Regions from separate parts of the Zea mays genome. Here all the other regions are linked to region 2. The links are chromatin contacts, called in public Hi-C maps. All regions are on one chromosome and are shown on one strand. Each heading gives the region's core, a stretch centred on a gene start, on an enhancer-like site or on the middle of the called end of the contact. The rest is flanking DNA. Distances are from core to core; before and after follow the strand shown. Region 1 holds the start of LOC100273544 (Auxin response factor 2). Region 2 holds the start of LOC103650408 (serine/threonine-protein kinase D6PKL1). Region 3 holds the start of LOC100272797 (Nuclear pore complex protein NUP1).

Region 1 (3,187 bases), core at 85-2,584, 500 kb after region 2:
CCCGTCCGCGACCATACCCGCGGGGATTATCCATATCCGCCCATGACTATACCCACAGGTAAAATTTTATACCCATACCCATCGGGTATCGGGCGGATATCGGGTATCCGTCGGGTATAGCAGCTTGGTGCATTCTCCCTAAATGAAGTCTAGTGCAGTTCTGAGCGTCGCACATCGCCATGATCACCGGAGGCATATAATGTTGTTGCATAGTGCAGTCATGTAGATGTAGCCCTGGACATGTGTTGCTAATGTTTTTTTGTTAATAAACTTCCAACTCGTCAAAATCGAAGAGTAGCTAGCATAGTCGTCTGTGTATTAACACTCTCTTAGCTCAAGTACTTGTACTAGATAGCACTGGTACTACGTACTGGTACTTTATCAAATGTACTTGCACTAGTACTAAAACCAGATCAGAAGCATCAACAGACAGGGAGGTAGGATGAGCTGTCGAGGATGGAAGGCTAGCTAGCGTACTGGTAGTTTGAAAATCTAAAATCACTATTTTCGGATATCCGTCAGGTACCCGCGGGTAAGAAATCAAATCCGTACCGGATCCGTAATAAAATCCGGTCGGGCATGGGTAAGACTCATGGGTCAAATTTTATGTCTGAACACGTACCCGACGGGTCGGATATCCGACGGATATCCGAACCCACGGGTAAAATTGTTATCCCTACGCAAAGCTCGCCGATTAGACGAGCATTGGATCCTCAGCCCCTCACTCGCAAGCACCAATAGCCGGCTGACAGCGCCAATGGTTCCAAACCGCGTCTACCTCGGGCTTACCGGTGTCTTTCTCGACGCTAGGTGGCAGGTTATCAAAACTATACAGTCTATTAACAGACTAAACAGATAATTAAACAGTTTAAACAAAAAAGGAAACAGAAACTATTCACTGACATGTAGCGTTTGTCCGTGTGTACAGTAGATAAACTAAATGATCGTTTAGTCAAACATTGCCTCTGACCGGACCAACGCGCGGAGAGCGGCGCCCAACGCTGCTGCCAAAAGCACGCAAGCAAACATGGCAGTCGGGCTTGGCGTCCGTACAAACATAACAAAAAGCGGCGGCAGCAGTAATACAATTAAATATCTTACCCTGCCCCTTGCCCGCGGGGGAGAGACAGGCCCATGCACCCGGACCCGGGCCCGGCCCGGAACAACCAGGTGGGTGCAGCACACCGGCTGCCTTGGGGCGGTCGTGGTGGGCAACGCGAGGCGGCTGAAACTGACACACACAGACACACTCTCTCCCTCTTCCTCCCCTCGCTCTCTTGCAGTCTTGCTCACACAGCACATAGCACACACACGACACGCTGCGAGAGGGGTAAAGAACTTAGAAGGGCAGGCAGGAGAAGCGACACAGGAAACTGACGTCGCCTTCGGCGGCCTGCTACTTAAATAAATCCCCTCGCCTCGCCTCCGGCTGCCTCTTCCCTTTTTCCTTCCGCGCAAATCACTCAGGTGCCAGTTGCGCGGCGGAGATCGCGACGAATTCCGGACGGCAGGGAGGTGGTCGGGGGAACTGGGAAGTGCATGTGAGATCCGATGGCGGCGGCTGCCTGCGCCGGTGGGTGTGCGTGTCGCTCGCTGCTGGTTCGGGTGCTTGGGGCCCGGGCCTCCCCACCTCCAAGGGGTTTAGGTTTGTCTGTGACGAGGTTTATGTGCTTCTTTTGCCTGGGCGTGCAGGTGCGGAAGCAGGACGCGGATGCGGAGGGAAGGACGCGCTGTTCGTCGAGCTGTGGAAGGCCTGCGCGGGGCCGCTGTCCTGCGTGCCGCCGCTTGGGGAGAAGGTCTACTACCTCCCGCAGGGCCACATCGAGCAGGTGAGGCAGACAGGGAGGGAGGGTGCCCTGGCGATGCCCGTCTCTCGTTATTGATGTGGGTGCCGCCGCTGTATCCTCGCGTTTTTCGAAGCGCTTTTGGGTTACGCATGTGTGCATGCGTCGGAATCCTCGCCGAATTTCGCGTGATCGCAGCGGATTCCAGGGTTTGGAGGGGTTTAGGCGCGGGGTTATTTGATATGAGCGCGACGGGGTCCCTGTGCGGTGCGTGCCCTCGATTTGGGAAATTCCGGGCTCGCGCCTGCGCCGTGGCCCCGGATTTCAAGTCCTCGTCGTCCGCAACTTGGATTCGTGGTTCGGCTTCCTGTGAAGCCCGCGCATGTGCATGGAATCGTGGACTGTGAGGGGAATTGTCTCTGGCTTTTGGGGTTGATTCGCATGGCCGCTGCAGTCTGCGCTGGGGTTTTGCTTTTGATTTGGAGGGTTCGGCAGTTCTGATTTTGACGCGTAGGCACTTTGTCGCTCAGACCTCAAAGTCCCATGCGTCTTCTGATTTGGGGATTTTTTTTCTAGGTTTGACAGGTCCTCGGATACGTTTACTGGTCATTCCAGTGAGCTCATATGATGTTTTTTTTTCATTTCATTTGACCCTAGAGGCTTGGTCTTTCTTTAGTGCCTCTGCCTCGAATGGTATTACGAATCAGCGCCTTTATTGTTTTTTAATGCCATCCAAAGCTCCGCAATTTTTTACTTAGATATGCGGTGATTCCTCTTTCTAAGATTCTTGCGCTGCTCTATGTGATTTGGGGCGCTGATTGTGCGGGATTCTGTTGGTTTCTGCTGTGCTCAGGTGGAGGCATCGACGAACCAGCTTGCCGAGCAGCAGGGCACGCCCCTCTACAACCTGCCATGGAAGATTCCCTGCAAGCTCATGAACATCGAACTGAAGGTAACAACATAGCTTCTTTGCTGTTCACTGTAGAATGTTGTGAATGCATATTCTTTTTCCTCGTTTCCTTTGCTAGGTTGAGCCGGATACTGATGAGGTGTACGCCCAGCTCACCCTGCTCCCTGATAAGGTGGGTAACTTCTGGTTTTGCTTTATGCGTGCTCAGACTTGGAATGCTCAGACTAGTGTTTGATTCTCAGAAGCAAGATGAGAATACATCTACAACAGTGGAGGAAGAGGAGGTGGTGGTGCCTCCTGCGCTACCAGCCACAAATGAGGGTCCTCACATCCATTCCTTCTGCAAGACATTGACTGCCTCAGACACAAGCACACATGGTGGTTTCTCAGTGTTGCGCCGGCATGCAGATGAGTGCCTCCCACCATTGGTTAGGCCCTCTGAACCTTTGACTCATGTTGTTGTTGGTTTAACACTGCCTGTTGTTGGCTTAAT
Region 2 (2,950 bases), core at 93-2,592:
CGCTGAGCTTTTTTTTTATCTTGGTTATTGGTTTTTTACTCAAGTTAGAGCTTTTCTTTCGTGGTTTTTTTGTTGGTGTTTTTTTATTACTCCCTCCATTTTTTAGGGAAATTTGGATCCATACCATTAAAAGATCACCACTTTGGATCCATACCATTACTATCTCACTTACATGTGGGTCCACATGAGTCAATGACATGTGGGGTCCATGGTATATATCTAAAGTTTGAATCTTTTAATGGTATAGATCCAATTGTTCCTTTTTTTTATTTTGACGTTTTGTAGTACATTTTGTACTATAGCGTCAAATATTGAAAGACAGAGGCAGTATTTCGTATTCGACTGTATACCGTTTATTTGATTTACTGCTTGTTTTAGAGATTATACTCTCGTACAATATTTTTTTAAATATATATTCGTAAGTAAAATATAACATTTGTATAATACTTGTTAAGTATACGCTACATTCTCTTCCTCCGACATATGGAGAGAGAGGGGTTAACAAAATAATTGTGTGTGATGATGCTATCATTTCATAATTGCAATATATTGCTAACAAATACAACCCTTATTTTTTTCAAAGAACTAAAGAATTTTAATTTAGTTAAATCTATATAAAAACTTTTGACGTTTGAAATATTATATACGCTATTCACCACTTCAATTCAAGTGAAACTTCACCTAATTACCGATAATGACTAAGCGGTATTCAGTCATTTCTGAAAATTAGTAAGTGTTCTTACTTCGGCTCGGTGAAGTTAGGTGACAAATAATGCTGCACTATATAGAATAAGCATTATTATATTGATTATATAATATAAATATACAGTAAATCTAATTATAAACATCAATATTAATATTTTATATAAATTTATTTAAAATATAAAATATTAAATTAGTCAAAATCTAGAATTGTATTTTTTGATGGAAGCGTTAAACCAGCAAGCAATATCTATTAAGATAATTCGTTTAGGGGTAACGGAATCTACGCTATAAAATATTAATTTAGGGGTAACAGAATCTACGCTATAAAATTAAGGATCGAATTAGATTAGAATTGAACTTTATATCTATTCATTTTTAAACTAAAAATATTAAGAACCCTAATTTATTATGAAAATATACTCCATCTGTCCTATTATATAATTCGTTTTGATGTTTTTTTATTTAAATAGATATTAATAAATCTAGACACATATATAATATATCAAATATTGTATAAATCTATTAACATCTTAAAATCTTAAAAATAAATATTATTTTGGTATTAAGAGAGTATTTGGACTGTGCTATCACACTATTTGCAGCCGGTTTAGATCATGATTCGACGGCCGAGGACCCGCCCAAACGGCACCGGGAGTTGCCACTGGTGGCCCTCTCCAGTCTGCACGGAGGATCCTGGACGCCCTATATGCCGACTCGTCTCCTCTCTCTCTTTCTCTTTAAGTCTCTACCCCTTTCTCTCTCCTCTGTGTGCTCCTTGCCCTCTATACACCAGTACACCTCCGAAGCCGCCATTCCAGCAGCTGAGCTCGTCCTGCCAGGACGCAGTGCCAAGTGCCAACGGCACCACTATTCCACCGCCTGTGCCCCTTCCACGCGTGGAGATCTGAGCCGGCATTTCCTGGTAATCTTCAGCAACCAGCTCCGCTCTTGAGCCGCTCTCCCGATCCTAAATCCGGTACATGGGTGAGGCTGGGTTCAGATTAGTTGCGAATTTGCTGTTTCGGCAGGGTTCATAGCGGCTCCGCGAAATGCGGTATCGTTAGAGCCGAGTTGGCGCCGCCGCCGTTTGGATCTGGAGCTAGCTTCGTGTATTTCTCCATGAGCAGAAAAGTTTCAGTTTTTCCTCTCCTTTTCCTGTGTTTTAGTAGATCTAACTGGTCTGTTCGTTCTGCGAGAGGCAGTTGTCCCTGTTTCCATTTTCGTTTCTTCTGCCTGCTGATTCGTAACGGTGAGCGAAAATGGGTTCTTTGTGGAGAATCTGGCCTTCTGTCACCCCCCCCCCCCCCCCCCCCCCCCCCCCCCCCCCCCCTCCCCCCCCTAAACTCTGGCTTCCAAAAATTTTTATTTGCACTACCCCTGCTTGCCAGTTAGTTGATTAGGTTATCAAGTGTATATTTCTCTTTGGCGCCTTGCGTTCTCGCCTCTGAATTTATTTTTTTTTCTAAATTCCTCAGCAGTTTTAAAGACGTAGTTGTCGCTATGTCTCAATCACTAACTTTGGACCTTATGGTCTTTGCAGGGTGTGCGCTGGTTGCTGCGCTTGCCATTAAAAGGCTACTTTTCTGGGAGCTCCCTGGTGCTCTCATCTTGGAAGACGTTCAGTGGAAGGTGCAGGCTTGCCTGCCCAGGATGCCCCTGCCGGCGACGGACTGAGTTGGCGTATTCCTTGTCTGCCAGTGTTGAATTAGTCTAATTGGGCCATGGAGTCATCTGGCTGTAGCTCTGAGATAGTTGAGTCCACCGAGGAATTCGATACTACACCCTCTGGTGGATCCAGCTTGCTGCATATTAAACTCAAAGATGAGGAGAAACGCGGCAAAAGTCATGATTATTCTGTGGAAGATGACCTCGACCAGCTCCTTAAAGCTATCGATAGCAGGACCTTCCGACGCGCGCTTAGTCCTGGCAGTACAGGTGGAGATGCGCTGGGTAAGAGTGTTCTGAAGAAACCAGCTAGGTCTGGGTTGTCTCAAAATGCAGGCATTGGGATATCCTCCAAGGCTGTTAATATGAAGCAAGCGCTAAGAAGGCTATGCATTTCCCAGGCATCAGAAATGGCTGCAATGAAGAGGTTGTCGATGTCACCTGGATCTTCAAGTTCATCCGAAGCTGGGACTATCCACAGGCTTTATGCCTCTTTGATGGTCCAAAGTAGTTCTGAGGGTCTTCTGCATGATGATGAGAAGATGAACCTGATTGAAGTATCGATCACTCCAGAGAAGAT
Region 3 (2,772 bases), core at 13-2,512, 260 kb before region 2:
GGCTTTCTCCTAAATCAAACTTCTCAAACTTTGCCTTTGCCTGGGTTTTTAGAAAAAATATGTTATGAACTATAAGCTCAAGCAAATACTCAATCAAAATATATATCATGGAGAATTTAATGAAACTAATTTGATGTTATATATGTTGGTGTATTTTTCTATAATCTTGGTCAAAATAGAGATGTTTGGCTTAGGACAAAGACAAAATGAACTATGATTTAGAATGGAGGAAGTAGATGCTAAAAAATCAATAAAGCCTTCAGAAACAAGCTAAAATTGCAGGCTTGGAATAGACTCATAAAATGATCCTGAGGAAATGTTTTGAATTGAGTTAATTAATGAAAATAGTGCTTAACTGCTTATGGCAAACTCAGAGTCTAGTTGTATTAACTTATAAATCGTTTTGACAATCACTCAAATAAAGTAAAAATAAACAAAAATACATTATGAATTTATTGATTCAGCTTACATTGGCAGCCACTCCACCGTTTTCTTCACATTCTGGACGATCATCCACTATAGATTGAAAAGGGAAAAGTATGTTAGCTTGCCAGCAATAAATCAACGACACACTAGAAAAACAATACCACTCAGAGCATACTACATTCCAATAGTATCCCAAATCCATACTGAAAAATATGATAACTCGCTAACTTATTTAGCGCAGAAGCCAGAGTAAACGCCCAAATTCTGATAGCCAATAGCCCACAGGCTACATGCACAAGTAACATCTTAATCAAGTGTTGACTAAAGCTAAAATAGGTATTTCAACAGAGAAAATAGTACCAATCTCTAGGCTACAATCGCACGAACACTGAGCAAGCAGCAGAGCAACCGCAAACAATAAAAAATATGCAGAGAAAAACCTAAAGGTGGGGGAAGCGGCGAAGGCGGCTCGACGACTGGCAGCTGGTCGCGCGTTGGCGACGGGGCCGGCGCGGCTTGCTGAGGTTGAGACGTGCTGAAGCTGAACAAGGAGGGAAGGAATCGCGAGGTGCCGGCGGCTATGATCCGGGACAGCCACCCGCCCTCATGCGAAACCGCCGCCGTGGCGGTTCCAGGAGCGTGGGTCGGGGCGGTGGCCGGTCGAGCATATGGTGACGCAGCCACGGCGCGAGAGGGAGGGTAGCGGCGGATTTTGCCGCCGGTGCCGGCGCCGCTGCCGTAGTTGTATCGCTGGGACTCCATGCAACGGCGCTGTGGAGCTAGGGTTTCGCCGTATCGCGGGCGGCAAATCAGATAGCCGAACTTCACCCGCAGCGATGTATGCCTGCAGTCATGGGCATCGGACCGTCCGTTCCCATTCAACATCCAACGGCTAGACGCGGGGGCTGATCCTCGGCCCACGAAGAGAGAGCGTTTACACCATTCCAGTTCTGGATTAGCATCGATTGAAATTAAATCTATGTCATAATTCATACTTTAAAATAGTCCAAAACTACTTAAAAATTTTATTCGGTTAAATTCATCATAAAATATATCCAATGGTTTAGGAATTTTTTAAACTATGGATGTCGGCGTTTTGGACCTGCGAGGACCGTCAACCGACCAGTAAATTTGTTGTCGCGCGAGGGAGCGAGGGCGAGAAAGAGAGAGAGAGTCTCTGCGTGCTGTCTGTCTCGTCTGCCCCGCCTGTCCTCGACGTCCAACGTTGTCAGTGTTGCAACGTGTGTCCGTGACGTGCCTTAGGAAGGCCCTGGACATCCCCTTTTATAGATACAAGGAGATGCCCAGTTGTACAATGGGGTGTAGCTGCGAGCTAACGTGGCCGTCGGAGAAGCGCCTTGAGCCCTGTACACGAGCTATCGTGGCCGACGGAGAAGTGCCTTGAGCCCTGTAAAAGCACAGCTGTCGGCGTGGCATGGATACTGCTGACGTTGTCTTGCTTTCGTAGGAGGTTGAGAGCAATCCGACGTCATGGGCGCACGCGGGGAACCATCATTACCTGTTACCGGAGTAACCTTAGATGGGACACCAGTCTTGTTCCTTCATAGCCTGAGGCAACTAGCTAGGAGTAGGGTAATGATGTATCCCCTGTAGCGTAGTCGGTCCGAGGCCCAGGTCGGGCGAGGCGGAGACTTCTCTTGAGGCCGAGGCTGGGCTCGGGCGGGGTTGTGACTCCTCCCGAGGTCGAGGCCTGGGGTCGGGCGAGGCGGAGATCTTTTTCCGAGGCCGAGGCTGAGGCCGAGGCCTGAGGTCAGGCGAGGCGGAGCTCCTTGTTGCGCCCGAGGCCGAACTCGTGGGAGATCGTGACTCAGTTTCATCCTGGTGGTTGGCACGGTAGCCGGAGCGGGGTGAACGGCGTTGTTTTCCTGTCAGATCGGCCAGTAAAGGGGCGAAGTGACTGTGGTCACTTCGACCTTACCGACTGAGGCACGCGTGTCAGGATAAGGTGTCAGCCGATCCCCGCATTAAATGTGCACGCGATATGGTCGGCTGGTAAGGCGATTTGGCCAAGGTCGCTGCACGACAAAGTCTGCCCAAGCTAGGCTTCAGGCGAGCCGAGGGTGCGCTCATCGCCTGAGGGGACCCTCGGGCGAGGCGTGAACCCGTCCGGGACTACTGTTCTCGCCCAAGGCTGGGCTCGGATGAGGTTGCGTCCCTTGGTAGGCGTGGCCTTGACTTGAACCGCGCTTTATCAGCCGCGTATGGTTTGTTCTGAAGATGCTTTCCAACCGGATTAAGGAGCATTGGGGGTACCCCTAATTACGGTACCCGACAGTAGCCCCCGAGCCTCAAAGGGAGTGCGGGCACTCGCTTGGAGGTTCTGCC

The links. Hi-C and Micro-C count contacts between places; a contact is called where the count stands out from the background.
Region 1: a contact with region 2 is called in a Hi-C map of endosperm, with 3 times the contacts expected there. The contact joins the promoter of LOC100273544 here to the promoter of LOC103650408 in region 2. A contact is called at or near these places in 6 of 25 Hi-C or Micro-C datasets (ear, endosperm, leaf and 1 more).
Region 3: a contact with region 2 is called in a Hi-C map of endosperm, with 4 times the contacts expected there. The contact joins the promoter of LOC100272797 here to the promoter of LOC103650408 in region 2. A contact is called at or near these places in 7 of 25 Hi-C or Micro-C datasets (bundle sheath, ear, endosperm and 3 more) and 1 of 3 datasets of contacts at active chromatin or transcription factors (leaf).

The regions. Positions count from the first base shown.
Region 1 is chr3:94,806,146-94,809,332 of Zm-B73-REFERENCE-NAM-5.0, reverse strand. It overlaps LOC100273544 (Auxin response factor 2), which reads left to right and starts at 1,334. Exons shown (of 15, transcript NM_001320084.1): 1 at 1,334-1,573; 2 at 1,693-1,829; 3 at 2,638-2,736; 4 at 2,813-2,866; 5 at 2,937-3,122. The coding sequence starts at 1,552.
Region 2 is chr3:95,303,292-95,306,241 of Zm-B73-REFERENCE-NAM-5.0, reverse strand. It overlaps LOC103650408 (serine/threonine-protein kinase D6PKL1), which reads left to right and starts at 1,342. Exons shown (of 3, transcript XM_008675976.4): 1 at 1,342-1,627; 2 at 2,246-2,950. The coding sequence starts at 2,427.
Region 3 is chr3:95,568,309-95,571,080 of Zm-B73-REFERENCE-NAM-5.0, reverse strand. It overlaps LOC100272797 (Nuclear pore complex protein NUP1), which reads right to left and starts at 1,262. Exons shown (of 8, transcript NM_001360114.1): 1 at 867-1,262; 2 at 470-516. The coding sequence starts at 1,188.